Regions from separate parts of the Mus musculus genome. Here regions 1, 2, 3, 4, 5 and 6 are each linked to region 7. Evidence: chromatin contacts called from public HiChIP or PLAC-seq, capture Hi-C and promoter capture Hi-C data. All regions are on one chromosome and are shown on one strand. Each heading gives the region's core, a stretch centred on a gene start, on an enhancer-like site or on the middle of the called end of the contact. The rest is flanking DNA. Distances are from core to core; before and after follow the strand shown. Region 1 overlaps Crtac1 (cartilage acidic protein 1). Region 2 holds the start of Ankrd2 (ankyrin repeat domain 2 (stretch responsive muscle)). Region 3 holds the start of Avpi1 (arginine vasopressin-induced 1). Region 4 holds the start of Zfyve27 (zinc finger, FYVE domain containing 27). Region 5 holds the start of 4930414N06Rik (RIKEN cDNA 4930414N06 gene). Region 6 holds the start of Golga7b (golgi autoantigen, golgin subfamily a, 7B). Region 7 holds the start of Nkx2-3 (NK2 homeobox 3).

The links. Promoter capture Hi-C pulls out the DNA fragments that hold promoters and counts their contacts. HiChIP or PLAC-seq counts read pairs in DNA pulled down with a chosen protein or histone mark. Capture Hi-C pulls out chosen DNA fragments and counts their contacts.
Region 1: a contact with region 7 is called in a promoter capture Hi-C map of embryonic stem cells, with 2.7 times the contacts expected there. The contact joins the enhancer-like site here to the promoter of Nkx2-3 in region 7. A contact is called at or near these places in 4 of 39 promoter capture datasets (cranial neural crest, embryonic stem cells, hematopoietic stem and progenitor cells and 1 more), 1 of 115 datasets of contacts at active chromatin or transcription factors (embryonic stem cells) and 1 of 9 other capture datasets (embryonic stem cells).
Region 2: a contact with region 7 is called in a promoter capture Hi-C map of stem cell-derived epiblast-like cells, with 2.5 times the contacts expected there. The contact joins the promoter of Ankrd2 here to the promoter of Nkx2-3 in region 7. A contact is called at or near these places in 2 of 39 promoter capture datasets (embryonic stem cells and stem cell-derived epiblast-like cells) and 1 of 9 other capture datasets (embryonic stem cells).
Region 3: a promoter capture Hi-C map of stem cell-derived epiblast-like cells shows a contact between it and region 7, with 3 times the contacts expected there. The contact joins the promoter of Avpi1 here to the promoter of Nkx2-3 in region 7. A contact is called at or near these places in 8 of 39 promoter capture datasets (cranial neural crest, embryonic stem cells, frontonasal cranial neural crest and 3 more), 3 of 115 datasets of contacts at active chromatin or transcription factors (embryonic stem cells, extraembryonic endoderm stem cells and forebrain) and 1 of 9 other capture datasets (liver).
Region 4: a contact with region 7 is called in a FOXA1 HiChIP or PLAC-seq map of pancreatic cancer cells. The contact joins the promoter of Zfyve27 here to the promoter of Nkx2-3 in region 7. A contact is called at or near these places in 2 of 39 promoter capture datasets (embryonic stem cells and liver) and 3 of 115 datasets of contacts at active chromatin or transcription factors (embryonic forebrain, pancreatic cancer cells and stem cell-derived neural progenitor cells).
Region 5: a contact with region 7 is called in a FOXA1 HiChIP or PLAC-seq map of pancreatic cancer cells. The contact joins the promoter of 4930414N06Rik here to the promoter of Nkx2-3 in region 7. A contact is called at or near these places in 1 of 39 promoter capture datasets (embryonic stem cells) and 1 of 115 datasets of contacts at active chromatin or transcription factors (pancreatic cancer cells).
Region 6: a contact with region 7 is called in a capture Hi-C map of embryonic stem cells, with 5 times the contacts expected there. The contact joins the promoter of Golga7b here to the promoter of Nkx2-3 in region 7. A contact is called at or near these places in 7 of 39 promoter capture datasets (the 3T3-L1 cell line, embryonic stem cells, frontonasal cranial neural crest and 3 more), 2 of 115 datasets of contacts at active chromatin or transcription factors (embryonic forebrain and pancreatic cancer cells) and 1 of 9 other capture datasets (embryonic stem cells).

What each region holds. Positions count from the first base shown.
Region 1 is chr19:42,286,827-42,289,596 of GRCm38.p6, reverse strand. It overlaps Crtac1 (cartilage acidic protein 1), which reads left to right. Exons shown (of 15, transcript NM_145123.5): 12 at 1,599-1,744; 13 at 2,382-2,424. The region is part of intron 1 of Gm34347 (a long non-coding RNA gene); the gene reads right to left. Among named protein-coding and RNA genes, the nearest start is that of Mir3085, 8.0 kb to the right of the region's middle. Within about 2 kb of position 1,441, at least 8 of the 459 cell types and tissues checked have an H3K27ac peak or open chromatin away from gene starts, as enhancers often do. A contact at or near this core is called in embryonic stem cells, where this site is marked.
Region 2 is chr19:42,034,554-42,037,331 of GRCm38.p6, reverse strand. It overlaps Ankrd2 (ankyrin repeat domain 2 (stretch responsive muscle)), which reads right to left and starts at 1,305. Exons shown (of 9, transcript NM_020033.2): 1 at 1,210-1,305. The coding sequence starts at 1,296. Ubtd1 (ubiquitin domain containing 1) reads right to left here. Exons shown (of 3, transcript NM_145500.3): 3 at 2,691-2,778.
Region 3 is chr19:42,127,559-42,130,363 of GRCm38.p6, reverse strand. Avpi1 (arginine vasopressin-induced 1) reads left to right here and starts at 1,371. Exons shown (of 3, transcript NM_027106.4): 1 at 1,371-1,493.
Region 4 is chr19:42,169,135-42,171,834 of GRCm38.p6, reverse strand. Zfyve27 (zinc finger, FYVE domain containing 27) reads right to left here and starts at 1,268. Exons shown (of 13, transcript NM_177319.3): 1 at 1,050-1,268; 2 at 92-289. The coding sequence starts at 288.
Region 5 is chr19:44,983,290-44,985,991 of GRCm38.p6, reverse strand. It overlaps 4930414N06Rik (RIKEN cDNA 4930414N06 gene), which reads left to right and starts at 1,442. Exons shown (of 3, transcript NR_040294.1): 1 at 1,442-1,517. It overlaps Slf2 (SMC5-SMC6 complex localization factor 2), which reads right to left. Exons shown (of 20, transcript NM_001081225.2): 20 at 2,206-2,702.
Region 6 is chr19:42,254,421-42,257,220 of GRCm38.p6, reverse strand. Golga7b (golgi autoantigen, golgin subfamily a, 7B) reads right to left here and starts at 1,482. Exons shown (of 5, transcript NM_027694.2): 1 at 1,038-1,482. The coding sequence starts at 1,049.
Region 7 is chr19:43,610,892-43,613,591 of GRCm38.p6, reverse strand. It overlaps Nkx2-3 (NK2 homeobox 3), which reads right to left and starts at 1,267. Exons shown (of 2, transcript NM_008699.2): 1 at 743-1,267. The coding sequence starts at 1,091. Gm20467 (a long non-coding RNA gene) reads left to right here and starts at 1,536. Exons shown (of 4, transcript XR_001782682.2): 1 at 1,536-1,790; 2 at 2,402-2,490; 3 at 2,682-2,700.

The sequences.
Region 1 (2,770 bases), core at 192-2,691, 1.3 Mb after region 7:
ACCTCTGATCTAGATGAAGCAAAACCTGGAACAGACAGGTGAGCTGTCCAAGCCTCACCCTGCCCCAGGGATCTGTGGGAGGAGCGGGGATGTCCTCTGAGCCTTTCCCATGACTGTCCCTGCACTCTTCCAGCGATGTACTGGGCACTGCCTGCCTTCCCTTACAACCTGAGAAAGGCTGGCAGGTGCTGCTGATCAACCCCTAAGTCATCACCATTAGCCAGACCTTGCCACAGGGCTAGCCCACTTCCTGATGCAGGAGCTGAGCGGACGTTAGAAATGCCTAAACACTGGACCAACCTTCCCAACCTGTTTCCTGATGTGTTGCTATAGCATGCTGCTGTAGGGATGTGTGTGATGGATTCACAAGGGACAGTGTCTGAGCTTTACAAGTATCTTCTGTTTGTCTTTGTTGTTGTTTTAAGATTTTTTTAATTTTATGTATGTGAGCACACTGTAGCTGTACAGATGGTTATGAGCCCTCATGTGGTTGTTGGGAATTGAATTTTTAGGACCTCTGCTCTCTCTGATCAACCCCACTCTCTCCACTCGGCCCTGCTCGCTCCAGTCAACTCCACTCGCTCAGTCCCTGCTTGTTCCGGTCTAAAGATTTATTTATTATTATACATAAGTACACTGTAGCTGACTTCAGACACACCAGAAGAGGGAGTCAGATCCCATTATGGATGGTTGTGAGCCACCATGTGGTTGCTGGGAATTGAACTCAGGACCATCGGAACAGCAGTCAGTGCTCTTAACCACTGAGCCATCTCTCCAGCCCCCACAGGTATCTTTTGTAAATGGCTCGGATCTGCAGTGGCCTTCCTTAGGTGCCCTCAATCCCCATCTTTCCTGTAAGCTTTACTTACAGCTCAGTTCAAGTGCCTCCTCCCCAGGAGTTTGACCTTGACTACTGAACAGGATCTGGCCAGCCCTGAATGACTCCTTGTCCTTTCTTCACAAAGCGTGTCAATAGACACCATGATTTATTTCTTTATTTGTCTGTTTGCCCACCTCCCAGATGGACAGGGAAACCCATGAGGAGACATTCCAGTCACAGGAAGGGGTGTGGCTCTAGCAGGGCTCCAGAAATAGAAATGTGAGCGAGCTCGGAAGGTCACACGAGTTGGCTGGAGAGCTAGGATTTGTCCCCAGGACTCCCAGCCACCTGCTCTGGTCATGTTCTTTCAGCATACCAAGCAAGTGACAGAGCCAAGATGTGAACCCCTGGCTCTGAAGTCAACCTGCTTCTCTCTGAGCCACACAGCTCCCCAAATTCAACCTCCTCATGCCTGTTCTGTTGCCTAGAATGCATCATGTAGCTGTTGAGATGTAAATTAATTTAAATTAAGTAAAATGCTAAATTCAGTAACTCTCATCCTGCACCGCGGCCAGGGGCTAGTGCACTGAACAAGGCAGACACTGGGCTTTTCCATCACTAAAGAATGGTCGATTGGACAGTATGGCCCCAAAGAGGAGCTTCTAAATCGTTCCCACGGCCCTTAGGAGAGTGTGTCGTCAGTTACAACCTTTGTTACCATAGTTACTCCAAGAGGCCCTCTCTCTCATGCTCCTGACCCTTCTCCTTCCTCCCACAGGACGGGATGAAGCCAGCAGTGTGGAGGTGACGTGGCCAGATGGCAAGATGGTGAGCCGAAGTGTGGCCAGCGAGGAGATGAACTCGGTGTTGGAGATCCTCTACCCCCAGGATGAGGACAAACTTCAGAACACAGCCCCACTAGAGGTGGGCCAAAGCCTCTGGGCCGCATAGTCAAAAAAACAAAACAAAACAAAACAAAACAAAAAGCAAGCATCACCCATGATCCTAGGGGTAAATCTGTAGACTTGCCCTCTAGAATCAAAGAGTAATAGAGATGGTCTCAGCAAAGGGCAGGCTTCAGATGATGTCGCCATGGGTTGTGCACCCATTTTACAGACGAGGAAACCAGAGGCCCAGAGAATGAAGCCAAAGCCAGCTAAGGTTGTTGTGCACTGTGTTGAGAACTGATTCCTACTTTCGGTATTTTCTGAATACCTGAAGAGGCCTCCTCTTGTCCTTGGAAGAGGCTCAGACCATACACCAGAATTCTGGAGGCTTTTTAGAGGTCAGCTCTAGTCCACTTTCAGGTCTATCTGAGGTACATAGTTCTCTAGTACAGGGAGAGTGTGGATTATAACTGTTCTGCCTTCCCCCACCCACACCATCTCTCTCCATTCTTAGCTCAAGGCTAGAATAAGAGGGAGGGGCTCCCCTCAGGCCCAGGCTAAAAGCACCTCTCAAGCTGCAATCAGGGTGACAGCTACTCTGTTACTGTGACTAGGAGGGAACTGAGATGAGGCCTCTCAACTCACAAGTGTCTCTGCTTCTGCCCACCTTGCAGTGCGGCCAAGGATTCTCCCAGCAGGACAATGGCCATTGCATGGGTGAGTTGCCTATAGGCACCAGAGGACGGGGCAGAGGCTGGGATCTTCCTGGGGACTGTCAGCCTGACCTGCCAAGGTCCAAGACGCAGACAGGGGCTAGAAAGATAGGGAGAAAAAGGTACTATTGGTCCTTAGGGTTCCAGATGCCAAAACTCCATGACTCACCAAGGTGAAAGTGACATTAGCAACTGCAGGCTGATTCAGTTCACTGCTGGGCATTGGCAGGGCCAGCCTGCCACCTGGGGATGGCATGAGTCGTCTCAGTATCTACTGAGACTGTGATGGATAAGCTTCACCCTGGCAGAGGCAGAGCAGAAGCATGCTATGGCCAGCCTGAGAAGCAGCC
Region 2 (2,778 bases), core at 56-2,555, 1.6 Mb after region 7:
GGAGCGAGATTCCTGGGATGCTCGGCTGCTGTCCACACTCCCCTTGATAAATCTGAGCTCATCACTTCTCTTAAATGATGGGGGCCTCTGAGTTCCGATAGGCTCCCCCTTCCCCCTCTAATAACATCAGCAACATCAGAACCGGCTCTATAACAGGTCAGACAGTGGCACAGCACTCTTAACAGTCAGTGGTCCTCACTGCTCACGGAGCCTGCACCTCTTACCTGGTCTTCTCTGGTTTGTCCTTGGCCCTCTTTCTAGCCCCAGCTCTTGGTGTCTGTCACACATTTTCATGACCACTTTTATCTATCTGCTGTTTAGCCTCAAGTACCTCTCCCCACATCCCGACCACACTTCTTAATCCCAAAGGTCCAGCTCACACTCCATCCTGACCAGAGTAGTCCCAGAGGACCAGAAGGGCTCACCCACCCATTCATCACTACTCTCCATTTTCCATACGCCCGTTTCTGCCCTCTGCCTTCTTCTTAGTTGATGATACAAATAAAAGGTTACAATTAGTGCCCACCTTCGCCCTACGCACTGGACTCTAGGCTCCTGGTCCTCTACCCCCACCCCAGGGGGGGGTAATCTCACCATGTAGCCCAGGCTGGCTCCACCTCTGAGATTATAGGATTGTACCACCACACCTGGCTCAACTGTTTTTGAATAAGATGTAGAGCAGGACCAGTCAGTAGTCCAGCCCCACTTAACTTAGCCAAGAGAAAACGTACCCGTGTGTGCATTAGGCCTCTGCCAACAGTCCTGGCTAAGTCCCAGCTGCCCTTCCCCATCTCCTTTCCTGACTCCTGTCAGTTTGCTCTCCCGCAGCAACCAGCCCTGGCATCCAGGGGACATTCTGTGTGTGTGTGTGTGTGTGTGTGTGTGTGTCAGGACCTTACCTTTCTGGTTTTCCCAGAGAATACTCATCTGTCTTCTCTGTCCAGTCCAGTCTATCTCTTGAAGCCCAGGTGAGTGGGCAGGGTCTCGGGAAGGCCTGCCCCCTCCAAGTGCCTGTTTGCGGGGCTGAAGCCCCATCTCCCACCACCCACAACCATGTTAGGAACATCCCGCTTGGGCCCTGGGAAGTAGCATGTTGTCTGGACCCAGGTAGCAGCCGACTTTCCCTTCTCATGACAGCACAGATGGACCAACCGTTAACCCTGAGGCCCCCCTCCCTCCCTCCCCGACACCCTTCACCTCAGCTCCCACCTCAGTCTCTTCCTCCTGGGCAAGCCGCTGCTCGATGAGCTCTGTGGCTCTCTGCACCGCCTCGGGCCCCTCCATGGTACCCTCCATGACTGTTTCTGCAAGCCACAGGGCATGGGGTCTTTATAGGCCCAAGCACCCACCCCGCCCACTGGGCGCCTTTGTCATTAGCTCACAGGCTCGTTTCTCCATCTGTCATGAGCTTACTAGCTCAACTCTCCACCTGCCTCCCCCACCTGTCACCTTCACCTCGGACAGCCCCAGGGAGCATGGGAAGCCACTGTCCAGGCCAGGGAACTTGCCCCTCCCCTAACCTCTGGCCTACCAGAGCCAGAAGGCACACCGCCCCGAAGGACAGCTGCGGGAAAGAGGCCTGTCCAGTGTGTCCTCAGTGCTGGGAACTGGCTAAGTCTTAGCCAGGGTGAACGGGCTGCAAAGGACCTACATGCTGCCATTGGTCTGGCTGGAGTGCCACCTGCTGGATGCCCAGAAATGCTGTCTAGCTTGTGCCAGGCAGGGGAGCCTGAAAAACCAAGTATGAGCCCCAGCAGACCTGTGGGCATCCGAGACCTTCTCCAAGCAAGAGCTGGAACGGCTGCTGCCCTCTGGTGGCTGCTATGGGTCCCATGGGCCCTAGGGAAACACGGCTATGCTGCATGGCGTGTCCATTAGCCATGAACAGAACCTGTCCATCTGTTTGTTTCATCTTCCTGGAGTCCTCAGCAGAACCTAGTGTTGTTTTAAGAGCTCAGGAAGTCAGAGTTCAGAGCTAAGGCCATCTCACGAGTACTAGGCGATGCCAGACTGCCGTGGGCGGAGCTGGTCACACTCCCCGAGAACAGAGAATACACAGAGGAAAGGCAGACCTGCACTTGAGCTCCTCGCCTGGGACTCCCAGCCTGGAGCCCGAGGTCATTATGAGCTAGGTTTAATCTGCCAGTGGACTACAAATGTTCCATACTTCTACAACTGCAAGTGGCACCCGAGATTCCCCTCTGGTGATGTACACAGTCCTGCAGAAGAAACAGGAGGAGACAGCCCTGTCTGTCTCTGGCTCGCACATTTCTGGAAGCTTGTCATCCCACGCTCTGACACAGCATCCCATGTGGGCCCTGTGGGGTGGTTGCCACATGGCTATGCTGCCCTCTGTGGGTGCTCCTTCACTTTTCCTATCTGGACCGCCCCCCAACACACACACACACACACACACACACACACACACAGACACATAATTGTCCCAGCAACTGCTGCAGGAGGCAGGGTGGGAGGCACCATCTCTCCATTAAAGGAAAGCAAACTGTGTTCAGAGGTGAAGTGGCCTTTTTCAGGACCCACAGAACACAGCGAGGTTGGATGAGACTAGGGCCCCCAGGAGGAGCATCAGTTGGATGCTCTGCTGTGCCCATCTGCAGCCAAGCCAGCAGAAGCTCTGGGCTCCGGCTGGCTGGCGTGCTGTGAAACAGGAAGTCATGTGCTAGGCAAGAGAGGAGCAAAGGCTTTATTGATAAAATGCAGATGTGTCTGTACACAGGGCCCCGCTGGGCTATGACCAGGCTTCGGACCCCACCCTGC
Region 3 (2,805 bases), core at 122-2,621, 1.5 Mb after region 7:
GCCAGGAGGATGGAAATTCCAGGCCAGTCTGAACTACAAAGTAAAACCCATCTCAGTGAAACAGAAAGGCAGCCGGACAGATAGACAGACAAGAAGTGGCACACAGTAGCTCAGGGACGGAGCATTTTCTCAGCATGCTCACAGCAGTGAAGAACTAAAAAAGAGCCTCACAGATCCCCTGCAGTCATTTGTCCTTTCCAACCCGGCTTCCTTGGAACTGGTGAGACCTTCTGAAAATGCAAATTTAGTGCCACGCCACGGTTGTTGTTGTTGGTGGTGGGGAATAAATTAACCCTTGTAAAGGGCTGACCACATTATAGTCACTCTGTAAAGACTTGTAAAGACCGCAGAATGCCTATTCATAAGTACAAATCACTCTATTTCCTTGCTTATAGAGCCTCAGAGGGGCAAATGCAAACGTCACTGCCTACCTACATCCTCCCACCATGGCTACCTTGCTATTTATAGCGGATCTCCAGGCCTTATTTTATCCCTCTGGAGAAAAGCCGTCCTGGCTCCAGCGTGCTTTCTTCCCTCTCTTCCTTTATTCTGCCCAGGCCCATTCTTCCTCGTTCTAAAAACGTTAGCTCCTTTCTTTACTGGTTATGCTCCTTCTTGTGGCTTCCAGGACCTCTCAAAGATGCTTCCTTCCTCTTTACCTTCTTTCAACTTCATGTGATCATGATTGTAGTCACATACCAAGTGGTGGTTCAGTGTTAGCCTCTGTCGCTAGGCTGTTAACTACCTCAAGGTAAGGGTTGCAGTTCTCTTACAGCCCGTCAAGGAAACTGAACTGGAAAGGGTCTCAGTGAAAGATGTCCAAAGAGCTGTTAAGTTCTCCTTAGGTAACCAAACTGGCACAGTCGCTACAAGATTTGTAAATCATTCTGAATGCAGGCCCAGGAGGCCCGGGAGGTGAAGGGAGTTTTAGGAACTGTAGGTTATGAGGATCTTAACAGTGAAACCCTACGCCACGTGCGTTGGACTCGACCCAGAGAAAAGGGGCACTTGTCACGTGTACCCTGCAGGGCCCGCGGTCTCCAGCCGCACCCCGTGTCAGGAATGCGACCCCGCCCCGCCTGCGTGCCCGCAAAGCAGAGCCCGCCCCTGGGACTGACGTCAATCAAGGGGGCGCCTCCAGGCGTGGGGAGGGCAGGTGAGCTGGGAGGATGGGGAGGACCCGGAGGACACGCCCCTCGCCGATACTCCCTAGATGATTGGACTCAAGGAATCTCCGCACTGGGTTTGGAGGCGGGCACGGGAAAAGGGAGGGATAAGGCACGCCCCTCCCCCCTGCAGCAGCTGATTGGTCCGCGAAGGCTCCGCGTTCGATTTGGCGAAGTTGGCTCGGCTTCTCGCTCTAAGGCTGTGACCGAGGATTGGCTGTTGAAGGGGCTCGGAGCACTTTCTCTGAGGAACTGTGGCCGTGATCCAGGTGGCCCGGCCAGGCTCCCGGCTGCGTTCCGCCTGCCTCGGGCAGCTAAGGCAACCAGGTAGGTAGGCCACGGTCCGGCTCAGCTGTGCGTGGGAGCGCGCGGGCCGACGGTCGCAGCTGGGAATCCGCTGGGTCTCACATCCTAGATCCACTTAGGGGCTTCTCTCTGTCAGTCGCCACCTTTGAGCCCTGGGGCTCACTGTGGTGGGGATGTCGTCCTGTAACTTCGGCCAAGATATCCTCTCTCAATCTCTTAGCCAGCCAGTCACCTCCGCTTGGCCTTTGTGATCACTTTCAGGGCAGGAGCCCAGAGCTGCGCTCGCCCTTTTCCCAAAGCCCGAGAGAGGTTACAGTAGGCGTCTTGGCCGCCGGATCCCGATTGGGGTCTCCTGGAACTGGCAATAGGTTGACCCGACACCGATCTAACTTCCCAGAGGGCTCTACTCTAGCTCCGCTTGCTCTAAGTCCAGCGAAGAGGCTGGCGTGGGAATCCTGTCTGCGAATCAGTGGCGACCTCCAAAACCCCCAGACGAAGATGGCACGGTCTTAGAGGTTTCAGAACCTTCTGCCCCCACGTTTCTTTTGACCACCTTCTCAGCCACCTGGAAAGAATGAAAGTAACACTGGTAAGGCGCCCAGGTCTGACCACCTGGTTAATAGCCTAAGATCACCTACCAGCCTTGTGGAGTTGAGCAAGTCACCACTTCAAGAGGTCAGCTTTTTCATCTGGAAAATGTGTTTAACAATAGTGCCCGCTAACAGGGGATTAGGATGCCACCTGACAGGAGGACCAAAAGGTCCTCAAAAGTGCTCTTCTTGCTTGACGCAGCAAGCTTCCTTCTATGTAGCCATGGTTTTAAAAGTGCACAGATGAGCCTGTCTTTGAAGCCCTCTGAGTAGTTTGTACGTCAGTGCTAAATTAACCACGGCCATGGTTCTATATAGTCTTGTTAATAGCTTTCTCTTCGCATCATTTTTCATTCAACCAATGTACAATGTTGAGTGTCCACAGTAGGCCAGGTACTAGGATGGTCATTCATATTTCATCTCTGTACCCAGTGAGGATTTTCCCTCTCACTATTTTGATTGATGAACAAAGCAAAGGAAAAGTGACTTGTCCAAGGTCACTCAGTGGTCAGCGTCACTGCCACCTTAGGGGTTTTGAATTCTTTCAAAAGGATCTTTTCCTTGCTCTGTTAGTTCATTTTTCAAGTCATGCCTGAAAATGGGTCTGGAGTAGGGGCCCAGTTTCTTTCTTCACTTCCAAGGCAGAGAAGCGTCGAGTTAAGAGCTCTATAGTATGTCCTTCCTTTAATGCCCAATTCAAAAGATGTTGAACTTTGCCATCCTCAGTATTTACTCTGGGGGTT
Region 4 (2,700 bases), core at 19-2,518, 1.4 Mb after region 7:
AGCCCAACTACTGCCTAGCTGGCCAGAACTGCTAAAGACCAGGGAGACAGGAGAGCCCAGAGGAAGAACAAAGGAACCCTAAAGTCTGTACCTTAGCAAGTATCGAACACCGTCCCCTGCATCCTTCAGGGGTTCCAGGTAGATCTCCAGCCTCTTGTAGGACAGGACCAGGTTGAAGAGATCAAACGCTGCTGACTTGGTAGGGGCAGGTGGACACTCAGAGAGAACCTCAGGCATCCCGCTGGGGCTCGCCTCCGGCCCACTCAGGTCCCGATCCGAAGTCTGCATTCTGTAATCGTAAATCCCTACACTCACGATGCACTTCCAGACTACAACACATTTCCCCCTTGCATTACAGTTCGTGTGGTTCCTAAGGTTAACTGTGAGAGGTGAACGCGAATACCCATCTCACACTGCAAGAAATTTTATTCCTACTGAAGTAGGAAGTAGCAGGGTGAAGGGGATGTCTTCGCTATAAAGCCTATCACTCTTCATGAGCCCCTCCAACGCTCCTTTCCCTCACAGACCTTTCAAGAGCATATAAACCATTAATAACCAGGTTGTTGAAAGAAGGCAGTAGGTAATGCCAAGAGAAAAGATGTCCTGTGACATCTTTCTCCTATCTTTAGCTCCTCCTTCAGGTGTCAGGGTAAGGGGGACCATCTTGTCCTGGGAAGTCTTTATGAACGCGCCAGTGTACACTGGGAGACCCTTACCAGGGCTCCCAGAGGTTCATGAATTTCTCCTAACAACACTCTTATCACGCTCTTAACCCTGGCTCCCATTCATCACTTGGAAAGGGGTCGACTGGACCCCAAACTCTCGACAGGACGAGCTAGGGAGAAAGGGAACCCAAGCAAGCGCGAGACAGGCTTAGCAGGTCAGTGCCGACAGAGGCCCAGACCACCAGCCTGTCTGAGGCCGCGCAGGGCAGGACACGCCTAAGGTCGCTGTGCCTGCAGGTGGCGACCCACACGCGGTGGGAGGGCCGGAGGGCCAGGCTCCGTAAATAAATACAGTGAGGCTGGGGCGTCACGGTCGTCACCTACCCGGACGCTGTCCCAGGAAAGGAAGAGACAGGAACGGCCAGGGGGACAGAAGGGCCACCAAGCCCCGGAGCGGTCCCTCAGGCCAGGCCCGCCCCACCCCACGCCACGCCACGCCACCTCCCACCGACGCTCCGAAGTCGCAGGTCCACCCGGGAACCGTCTGCCCCTCCACCGCCGTCGCTTCCGGGACGCGACTCACTCTGCGGTGGCGCGCCCGTGACGTCACCGCGCCCGTCCCGCCTTGGGTCCGGCCTCCGGGCTTAGCTCCTCCCACCCAAGCGCAGGTGAGCAAGCGCGTTGATACTGCGCCTGCGCACTCTTCCCTCCTTGGCTAATTTCTGGTTAACTCTGTTCCTGCCACCCAAGAGATGACTCGTTTAATGCCCGGGAGTCCTAGGACCTGGGAGCCAGCCTAGCTCCGGAACATTACAGCAAGGACAGTTAGAGAGTCTAGCGTGGTGACACACTTGTAACCACAGCCTTTTGGTTTCTGAGGCTGGAGTATTGCAAGTTCAAGGCCAGTCTTGGCTATGGGAGCTTCTGGCTCAAAAAAAAAAAAAAAAAAAAAAAAAAAAGTGGGGCGTGTGGGGGCAGGGATGGAGAAGGATAAAAAAAAAGAAAGAAAATGTGGATAGAAGCTCTGAGAACCTAGGGAAGACAGAAAACACATCTTGTATGTCAGGTGCCTATGGGTAGTGCCATTTTAACGGTGAGAGAGCCCCTGGCTTGCTGCAGGAAGACACAGCAGCACAGAAACCAGCTGTCTGCTATAGTGCTTGCCGTGAGAACGCAGAGACAAACTGTACACGACACTGAAGTTTCTCTAGTAGTATCAGTAATTTCGAGGGTTACAACATTAGCAGAGACGGAACGGTGGTCCGTAGCTGCTGTGTTCAAGGTCCTGTGCAGGCCGTTCCTAGCTCTATCCTCTTCACATCTTGTGACCCAGCTGTTGTCCCTTAAAACACACCTCCCATGGGTTTCCATTTAACCAGCAGGCAGGCAGTACACTAAGCTTTTTGTGCACATTATCTTATCTGTTCCTCCTTCAATAACCCTATCGGGGTTATCACCATTTCACAGATGAGGAGTTGTAGTCATGGTAAGTAACTTCTTTAATGTCACAGCACATAAACTGCTCGGAGCTGGGATTTGAGCCAAATACATCACTGGATGCCAGCAACCCCAGCCATACCACCACCCACACGAGGCTGCATCCACTGGCTTCATCTGTCCTGCTGTTCTCTCTCAGGTGCCTCAGTCTCAGCCAGCTGAACCCTCTTTGTTACCTGCAAGGGCCCTGGACTCTTGCCAAGTCCTCAGATTGCTTGTCACACCTGCCTGCCCCGATTCTTGCTTCCATCCAAACCCAAGCAAGCCATCATAGCAGGAGTCAGCTGTGAGCAGCCTTCCCTAGCTGTTCAGCCGACAATAACCCCTCCTCTGAGCTACCCCAAAGCTTCACTGACATCTCGTCCAGCATCTCTTTTTCAGAGAGACAGGCACGCCTGCTCTCCTCAGCCAGGACTCAGCTGCACTGGGAATCTGGGCTCTCCTCACTTCCTTCAGGCTGGTCACTGTCCCACAGGCTCTGAAATCTTTACTCTCAGTAATACCCCTTCGCCTGGAGACAAGATGCACAAGAAATTTC
Region 5 (2,702 bases), core at 193-2,692, 1.4 Mb before region 7:
CAGAGCTCAGGACTGGCACACAAAAGTCACATTGTATTGGTGACACAGGAAGAGGAAGGACCTCAGATAGAGGTCCCTGAGGCATGAGAAACCTGCCCTAGTCAAGATGCCCTGTCTCCTGTTCACTGTGGTGGCCTTTGCTCCTGCTTTGCCATTGTTGTTCAGCACTCTCCTTATGGAGAGTGTGATCTTTTGGCCACGTGGTACTTCCTTAGTAGCGACTGACACCTATCCAACAATGCTGTAATCTTACTGTGCCCCAGAAGCCTGTTTTGCCAGTTAAAGTTTTCCAGAATCCTAGCCACTTGTCTTGGAGTTAGATCCAAAGCTGGACCTTCTGGTTTGCCTTCTCCTGATTTCCAGGCCTGGTTAGCTAGAAGGAAGTGTCAGAACATGTCTGCAGATGCTGGGAAACCATCCACCACCGTCAAGCATGCTGGGTGATTAAAACTGTGTCTGAGTGCAGGATGGCCTCAAAATCTGTGATCCTCCTGCCTCTGCCTCCCATGTGCTGGGATCATCGGTATTAGTGATTGCACCAGGCCAACATGCATGGTTTATTTATTTAACATATTTTTGGCAGCAGGAACAGGGAAGTATCCAGAGTTCCCAGAGTCTGAAGGTACAATACTCTCCAGCTATCACTGTTGGAAGATAAGACCTGATTTACAAGTAAGCACACCCACAGATGGCTGCTTCTGGTCAATTTTCTTTTAAAAATTAACTATTTTATGTGCATGGGTGTTTTGCCTGTAAAGGCTAGAAGAGGGCATAGGAGGCTTTGGAACTAGAGTTACATTCGTTAGCCATCACATGGGTGATGGGCTTTGAACCCAGAGCCTCTGGAAGAGCAATCTCCAGTTAACTGTTGATCTTCTCCAGCTCCATTAAATTTGTCTTTGAGACAGGGTTTCTCCATGTAGCCCTGGCTGTCCTTGAACTCAGAGCTCTGCCTGCCTCTGCCTCCTCCGTGCTGGGATAAAGGTGATTACAATCTTAGTCTCCATCTTGCCTCCCTTTGTTCTGTTCATGTTGCATGCCAGGCATTGTGCTGAGTTACTGCCATGTATGTGAATCCTCACAAAACATGAAATAGAGTTATTCCTTTCAATAGAAGAAACTCAGATGCCAACAAAGGTCAAATGGCCAGTATGGTGAACCTTGGGACCTGAGGCCAAGCCTAGGTCTTTTCCTCAAACACCGCGACTATCCCTAGTATTTGCACCTGTCTACTTCTACCTGGGCTGTCAGCATCCATCTTTCCAACCTAGTTTACCCTAAAGGAGAAAACAGCTGCAGCACTGGGGGCCTGGCAACTATGCCTAAGCCTTCTATGAGGTACTAGGTTTGTTATGAGTGTCAGCCTTTCCACAGCTGGCATGTCATAAACCCACCTGCCAGGTCACAAGTGGCTCTGCACTGTATGGCATCACCTTTCTTGATTCTGGGTTCTAGAATTTTAGAGACACCCAGATGAAGGGTATTTCTTCCTCTCCTGTTTCCCCCGATACCATCAGGTAAGAGCCATGATTTTGTGTTGTTCACCACCAAACCCTAACACGTAGGTAGGCAAGAGCAGCCAAACGGATGTGCAGGATGAGCTAAGAATGAGATTATTAAATTCCTGACTGCAATCCAGGAGTGGTGGCGCACGCCTTTAATCCCAGCATTTTGGAAGCAGAGGCAGGCGGATTTCTGAGTTTGAGGCCAGCCTGGTCTACAAAGTGAGTTAGTTCCAGGACAGCCAGGGCTATACAGAGAAACCCTACCTCAAAAACCAAAAAAAAAAAAAAAAAAAAAAAAAAACCCAAAACAAAAAACAAAAAACCCTGCCTGTAAAGCACACAGCACATTATTAATTGGGTTTTGTAAACATAAACTGTGGAGAGCTGTGCCCGTTTCCGTTTCCCACAGATTAAAAGAAGGCATCAAGCTAAAAACAAGTTTGTTTGTTTTTTTAAGATTTATTATTATATGTAAGTACTCTGTAGCTGTCTTCAGACACACCAGAAGAGGGCATCAGACCCCATTACGATGGTTGTGAGCTACCATGTGGTTGCTGGGATTTGAACTCAGGACCTTTGGAAGAACAGTCAGTGCTTTTAACCACTGAGCCATTTCTCCAGCCCCCTAAAAACAAGTTTAAAGCAGGGTATTTTAGATACTCAACCACCTCTACTACTCAATCAAAAGTTGCCAGACACGTTTAAGCTGAGAAAAAAGTTTTAATAACACATACACATACATTCAGAAGACTTTAAACAAGACAGTATAAAATTTTAAAGGAAAAAAAAAAACCAAACCACAACACATTGCATTTACTGCCTAAGAGCTAGTAGATTAACTGGCTGACAAGAATGCCCCGGGGAAACTGAGGCACAGATGAGGTGCGCCTGCACCATAGAGTAGGCATAGCCACGAGATGGGATTGTGCTGACTCACGCCCCCACCACCTGTAGCAGACCCTTGCCTCCTGAGAGACAAGCCAAGAAAGTTCTCCAACCCAGCCGCTTGGCGATGAGTCAGTTTGTAAATGGAAAAACACTCCTGGTTTCAAGACTCCACACATTACTGTCCCCACCAACTGTGTCTGTTCTGATTGGGGGGAAAGGGGAAGAAAACAAAACAAAACAAAAAGCCAAACAAACAAAAAACAGAGCCTGGGTGGTAACTTATCTATCATTACTGGGGATATATATATA
Region 6 (2,800 bases), core at 233-2,732, 1.4 Mb after region 7:
TGCCAAGCAACATCAGGAGATCCAATGGAATGATGGCAGTAGCACTTGGTACTGATGTCATGCCACTCGCCGGAATCCCAGAGGCACCGCACAGAATCACTCACAGGCCTTTGCTCTCCTCCTTGGCAGTGGTCCAGCTAGGCTGGAAATGGGGAGTCACCACAAAAGCCGGCAGCAGCCGAGCTGGGGAGACCCAGTGTGCTGCAACACTCTAAAAATTCAAAGAAACTTTCAGCTCTGCTGTTGGCATGCTGTGTGGGTACCGAGCCAATCCTTTCTTCCGTATGTCAGCTTCACCATGCGTAAAGAGCTCTCCCCGGGGAGGAGTAACCTCTGGGGGTAGAGACACAAGTCCCGACTTCTTACACATTATGCCAAGATTTTGTCCTTAGCTAACAGGTCCCTTGGTCTATAGACACACTGTGAAGCACACAGTCGCTTCCCCCTCACAGGCAAATGTGGATACACTGAGAACAGCAGCTCAAATGGAGAAGGAAAGAAATTCTCAAAAGTGGGGGCTGGTGCAGGAGGTTCATTAAAACCAACCCTTTGGGTTCTGGGCCTGAGCATGTCTTTTTCCACGTTCTCCTCCTAAGGAAATGTGGATGTGAGGGAAGGTGTGTCTTCCCTAGACAAGCATTTGGGTTAGAAGCAGGATACTGCACCGCATAGCAACAACAGCAGTAGGCCACCTTCCCTCCCCTTACACAGGTGTGCAGGGATCTCCAAACCTCTAGGGAGTCAGAACCCTGTGTTCAGGAGAAGGGGAAACCCCAGACCAGCTGGGACTTGGTGCTATTGGTAACAAGTAGATTCCCAGGGCTCAGAGTGGCATGGGCAAGATTGACATGTCAAAGGTGAAGGGACCCCTCAGCAAAGCTCTGCTTATATGCCATGCCACTCCACACCTCCCACCATGAACCCAGGGAACCACCCTCTACCCCCATCCACCCCCGTCTTCTCCTCGTGCCCAGTCTGCCCCTAGTGGGGAATCATTCCCTGAGGCATTGCCTGCGGGTTAAGGTGTTGGGCCCTACCTCAGTGGCCATCTTCAGGGCGTTCTGACCAGTCCTTGGCTGTCGCTGGGCTGGTTCAGGGGGGCTGTCCGCGGTGCTGATAGGAAGAGCCGGTGGGCTGGCCGAGGCCAGCGAGGGCCTGGGCGCTGTCCGCGGTACTGATGAGATCGCCGAAACCTGAAGCGCGCTCCTGCCGACCGGAGGGTCCCTGAAAGGTGGTCCGTGCTGTCCACGGTGCTGACGCGGGAGCCGGACCGGGGAGGCGAGGCCGCGCCGGAGGCTCCTCACCACCCGATCGCCTGCTGCCAGGGTTCCTGCAGGCAATGGCCCGGTTTTATCTTTGACAGTGGCAGCAGCGGCGGGCACGGGGGCGGCGGGGGAAGGAGGGGCCAGCGCCTCGGCGGGCGGGGAGGGGGAAGCCGCGGCCCCCAGACTCCGGCACCCGCCGGAGAGGAGCCCCGCCCGCGGCCACCGGCTCCGCTCCCGCCCCACCCCGTCCCGCCCCGCCCAGCGCCCCGCCTCTCCTGCCTGCCCTCCCCCCCAGCAGGAGTGCCTAGAGCGTTGCGCTAGCTTCCACCGCCTCCGGGGACTTCCAGAAGCTGAAGAAAGAAGATGGGCTCTGCTGCAAGGCACCCGGCCTGCAATACGGAAGGCCCCACCATCCACAGGCCGCCAGCCTCTTACCTTTCCAAACACCTTCAAATTCTCACTCTAACCTTCCCGTCCTGCCCCAAGCACTACCCAGCCTTATGGGAACATTCCCTTCCCTCTTTTCTCCTTTCTGCTTCCTTAAATGGGTAAAATCCCATTAGCTAGGGGAAAATGCTGCAGATATAAGAGAGCATTTTCTTAAAACACATACGCACATTTCATCCCCAGGTTTTCCCTAGGGCCCTTTCTTTTATGGAAGCCAGTCTTTCTTTATGATCCTCCTAGTCCAGGTCCCACCCCTTACACTTCTGTCTCCCTACAGCCATCCCAGAGTTTATACACACTCCCACAATACCCAATTACCACCACTAATCAAAAACCACATGCCAAACCGGTATGCCCACTCTCCAAGGTGGTAATTTGGCATTAGGCCTTCCAATCAAATGGTTTATCTACTTAATAAGCAGAAAGGAAACCCCAACACAGGTGTCTTTGAACACATCCACAATAACCCCAGATCTGTGTCTGAGGGGAGCTGGGTACTTCTTCTACAGCCTGGCTGCCCACAGGTCAGCAGCGTCGGCCATGACATAAAACTGGAGTAGGTGCCACAACAGGCAGCCAGAAGACCTGACTCCAGGTCAGACTTCTCCCGATTTCCTACCTTGATTAGCTGTCTCACTCCCTGAGTTTACGGTCCTCTTTCTGCAGGATATACTTGTTGCCCTTCTTCATTAGCCTATAGCTAGGGTCCTTTCTTCTTCTACCAAATTTCCCATTTAAAATTTCCAAACATACAGGAGAAGTTGGGGAAAAGACATTTGCCAGAACAGTCTAACTAACTCAGTCAGCAATAGTATTTTTACATTTGATTTTGATTTGTTGGCTTTGCTGACGGAAACTGGATCAAGGAGACGTATATAATTTCACTAGATTATCAGAAAGCGATAGATTCCACAGTTTTATCCTTAAATACTTCAGCACTCATCCCCTCAGAATAAGAACATTTTCCTGAGGCAGGTGTGATGGTGCACACCTTTAATCTCGGCGCTCCTGAGGCTGAGGTGGGTGGAGAGACGTGAGACCTTGTCTCAAAAAGCAAAATAACATTCTTCTCTGTAATCACAATATCA
Region 7 (2,700 bases), core at 18-2,517:
TGCTGAATGGCCAGAATCCCACTCAGAACTAATTCAGGAACTTTAACCATTCCACTCCGCCTGCAGTATAAGAAACAAAGCGAGCATTACGATATTTTTTTTCAGAGGCCTTCACCTCCTGGGTGTGACTTGCTGCCGTCATCTGATATGGATCGAGCTCCCACACATTGGCCACCACCTCTCCTCCTTGCAGTTCGAACGTAAGAACTGCAAGCTCCGAAGTAAGCTGGTGTCTCTCAAAGTCTTGCCCGAAAGGATGGCCCAAACACAACATTCTTGCACTGCCTTTTCGGGACAGCCGGGGTGACTGCCCTGGCCTCGCTGAATTCACCTCACGTTAGAAGAAAGACAGAAAAATGGCAGAAAACTGACCCCCCCCTTTTTTTTTGAGAAGATGGGTGTGCGAGAGAACACACACACAACGGACAAGTTACGACCCAGGCTCTGGGCCCCCGTCACTCATTACTCAAGGAACCAGGATTGCAATAATCACTTTTCCTTCCCTCGGGGACTGCTCCGGGTCCCTGCTCCGGGCAAGAGCTGTTCTCTCTTTCTCTTTTATCCCCGCCCCAGCACCATCTCAGGTACCTGTGCTTTGCAGAGCTGTCCTTGAACCTGGCATAGGCATGACCCTAGCCGAATGTGAAAGGGGCGGGTGGCCATGCAGGCACGGTTTGTGGGTTTATAGGCGCTGAGCCATTGCCCCAGGTGTGCGGACGCGTTTCCTTCCCCCTCTACTCACTTTGGCTCCGTTCGCTCACAACCTCCTCTTCTTGTTCCTTGGGCCCGCTGCAAGCGTCTCGGAGAACTGTATGGACATAGCTCTGAGGACAGAGACCCGAATCTCCATGGCCCTCGGCAGCAGCTAGTGAGTTCAAATAGGACAGTTTCTCTCCCTCTTCTTCCTCGTCCTCCTCCCCTGCATCGGAAAACTGCGTCCCTTCAGCCGTGGCCAGCATGCAGGGTGCCGAGTGGAAGTGCTGCTCCAATTCCGCCTGCAAGTGAGCTCCGTGGAAGTGCCGCTGCTGCTCCAGATTCAAAATGTCTTTGACTGAGAAAGGGGTGGAGGTGACCGGGCTTGGTAACATCATCAGGGCCACTTAATTGTCCAGTCCAAATACTCAATAAATCCCGGCGGGGGCGGGGAGGGAGTGCGGTGGCTCCAGCTCTTCTTCTGGACTCCGCGGTGGTGCGGAGTCGAGCTTTTGACAGACGCGGTCCAGTCTAAATCCCCTCCATTGGCCGGGACCTGGGGGTCTGGGTTTTGTTACAGCCACTGCAAGGACTGGGGCCGGGGCTGTGAAGCCTCTGTCCGGGGGCCCTGCGTCACGTCAAGGGGCGGGGTCGGCATCCTGGCCTCCTTCCCAATTGGTTCTTGTGTATGTGGGCCACGCCCTCTGCGTCCACCCAGTGGGATGTTGCTGCGCTACCAGAAATAGACAGGGACTAGAATAGGGTCCTGAGATCCAAGTCGCGGTGGGAAAAGCTGCAAAAAACCGGGTGTCCGAATCACCGATTCCCGCTCCACCTGGCTGCACCTTCCCGACCAGGGGCAGTTCTGAGAGGCCAGACTGCGGATTTCTAAGGAGAGGAGTGTTGTATCTGTGGAAATATGAGCGACGTGTCAAATTCCACCTCACCTTTGCTCTAGCTGTCCTCGCCACCTGGAGTGCCTTTCCCACCCTCATTTCCACAGTGGAAAGCTGTTCTCCGAGGAAAAGCTTAAATACCTCCAAGGAAACTCCGCCAGATCACCTCACCTAGAGGTCCTCTTCCTCGGAACTTGCTCAGTAATGTCACTTGTCACTCTCCCATCTAGTGCCAAAGCTGTACTTAGTGTCCGCTCGATTGTCACTTTAGATTGTGAGTCCCTGAGGGCAGGGTCCAGACCGTACTTGCCCTTGCAGCCCTCGAAGTGGCTTCAGAGAGCAGGTCTGTAGAAGACAAGACGACCGAGTTCTGTTAGTGTGCAGAGGCTCTATGCTTCGAAGCCTGGCCTGAGTCAGTATTTGGTTTTGGACGTTCTCAGTTTCCTGGTCAATATAAAGGAGCCGAATTGCCTCTTCTAGGGTTATTGTTGGAGTTTTTTTGTTTTTGTTTTTTAAAGGATAACCAGGCCGGAAGCATAGCACAGTTGTCTACTTAAAGCAAAGAGCTCAATACTTGTAACTACCCTTGTTCTTTGTGGGAGGTCAGAGCAGTGTTTGTTGCCTGCATTGATTCTGACCGGGCTGGTGTTCCACTGCACACACTGGGTGGCTCTGGTCTCAGAAGGGAGGGGACCCCCGCTGTGGCTGCAGCTCAGGCAGCCTTCTGAAGGGAATCGGGAGCCCGAGCCTAGGCCTCAACTTTCTGAAACGCCTTATTTCTCTCTTTCTGAAACCGTGGTTGTGTTCTGCAGGGAGACTAAATGCAGCCTCAGATTCAGAAAACTGCCTGATGGAGACCACCTTCTGGTATCCACCCGCCTACATACCTAGCCCCTGAGTGGTAAGGGGCACTATTGTGAGATTAAGAGCAAAAGGTGTGGGCAGCAGGCCTTGGAAAACCAAACTAGTTCCGCTTTCAACGTAGGGTTCCTCAGTAGGCCGCCCTTGCTTTTATTTATTCTCTCTCTCTCTCTCTCTCTCTCTCTCTCTCTCTCTCTCTCTCCCTCCCTCCCCCCCCCCCCGCCCCCGTAGAACCTCACAGTTTGGGAGA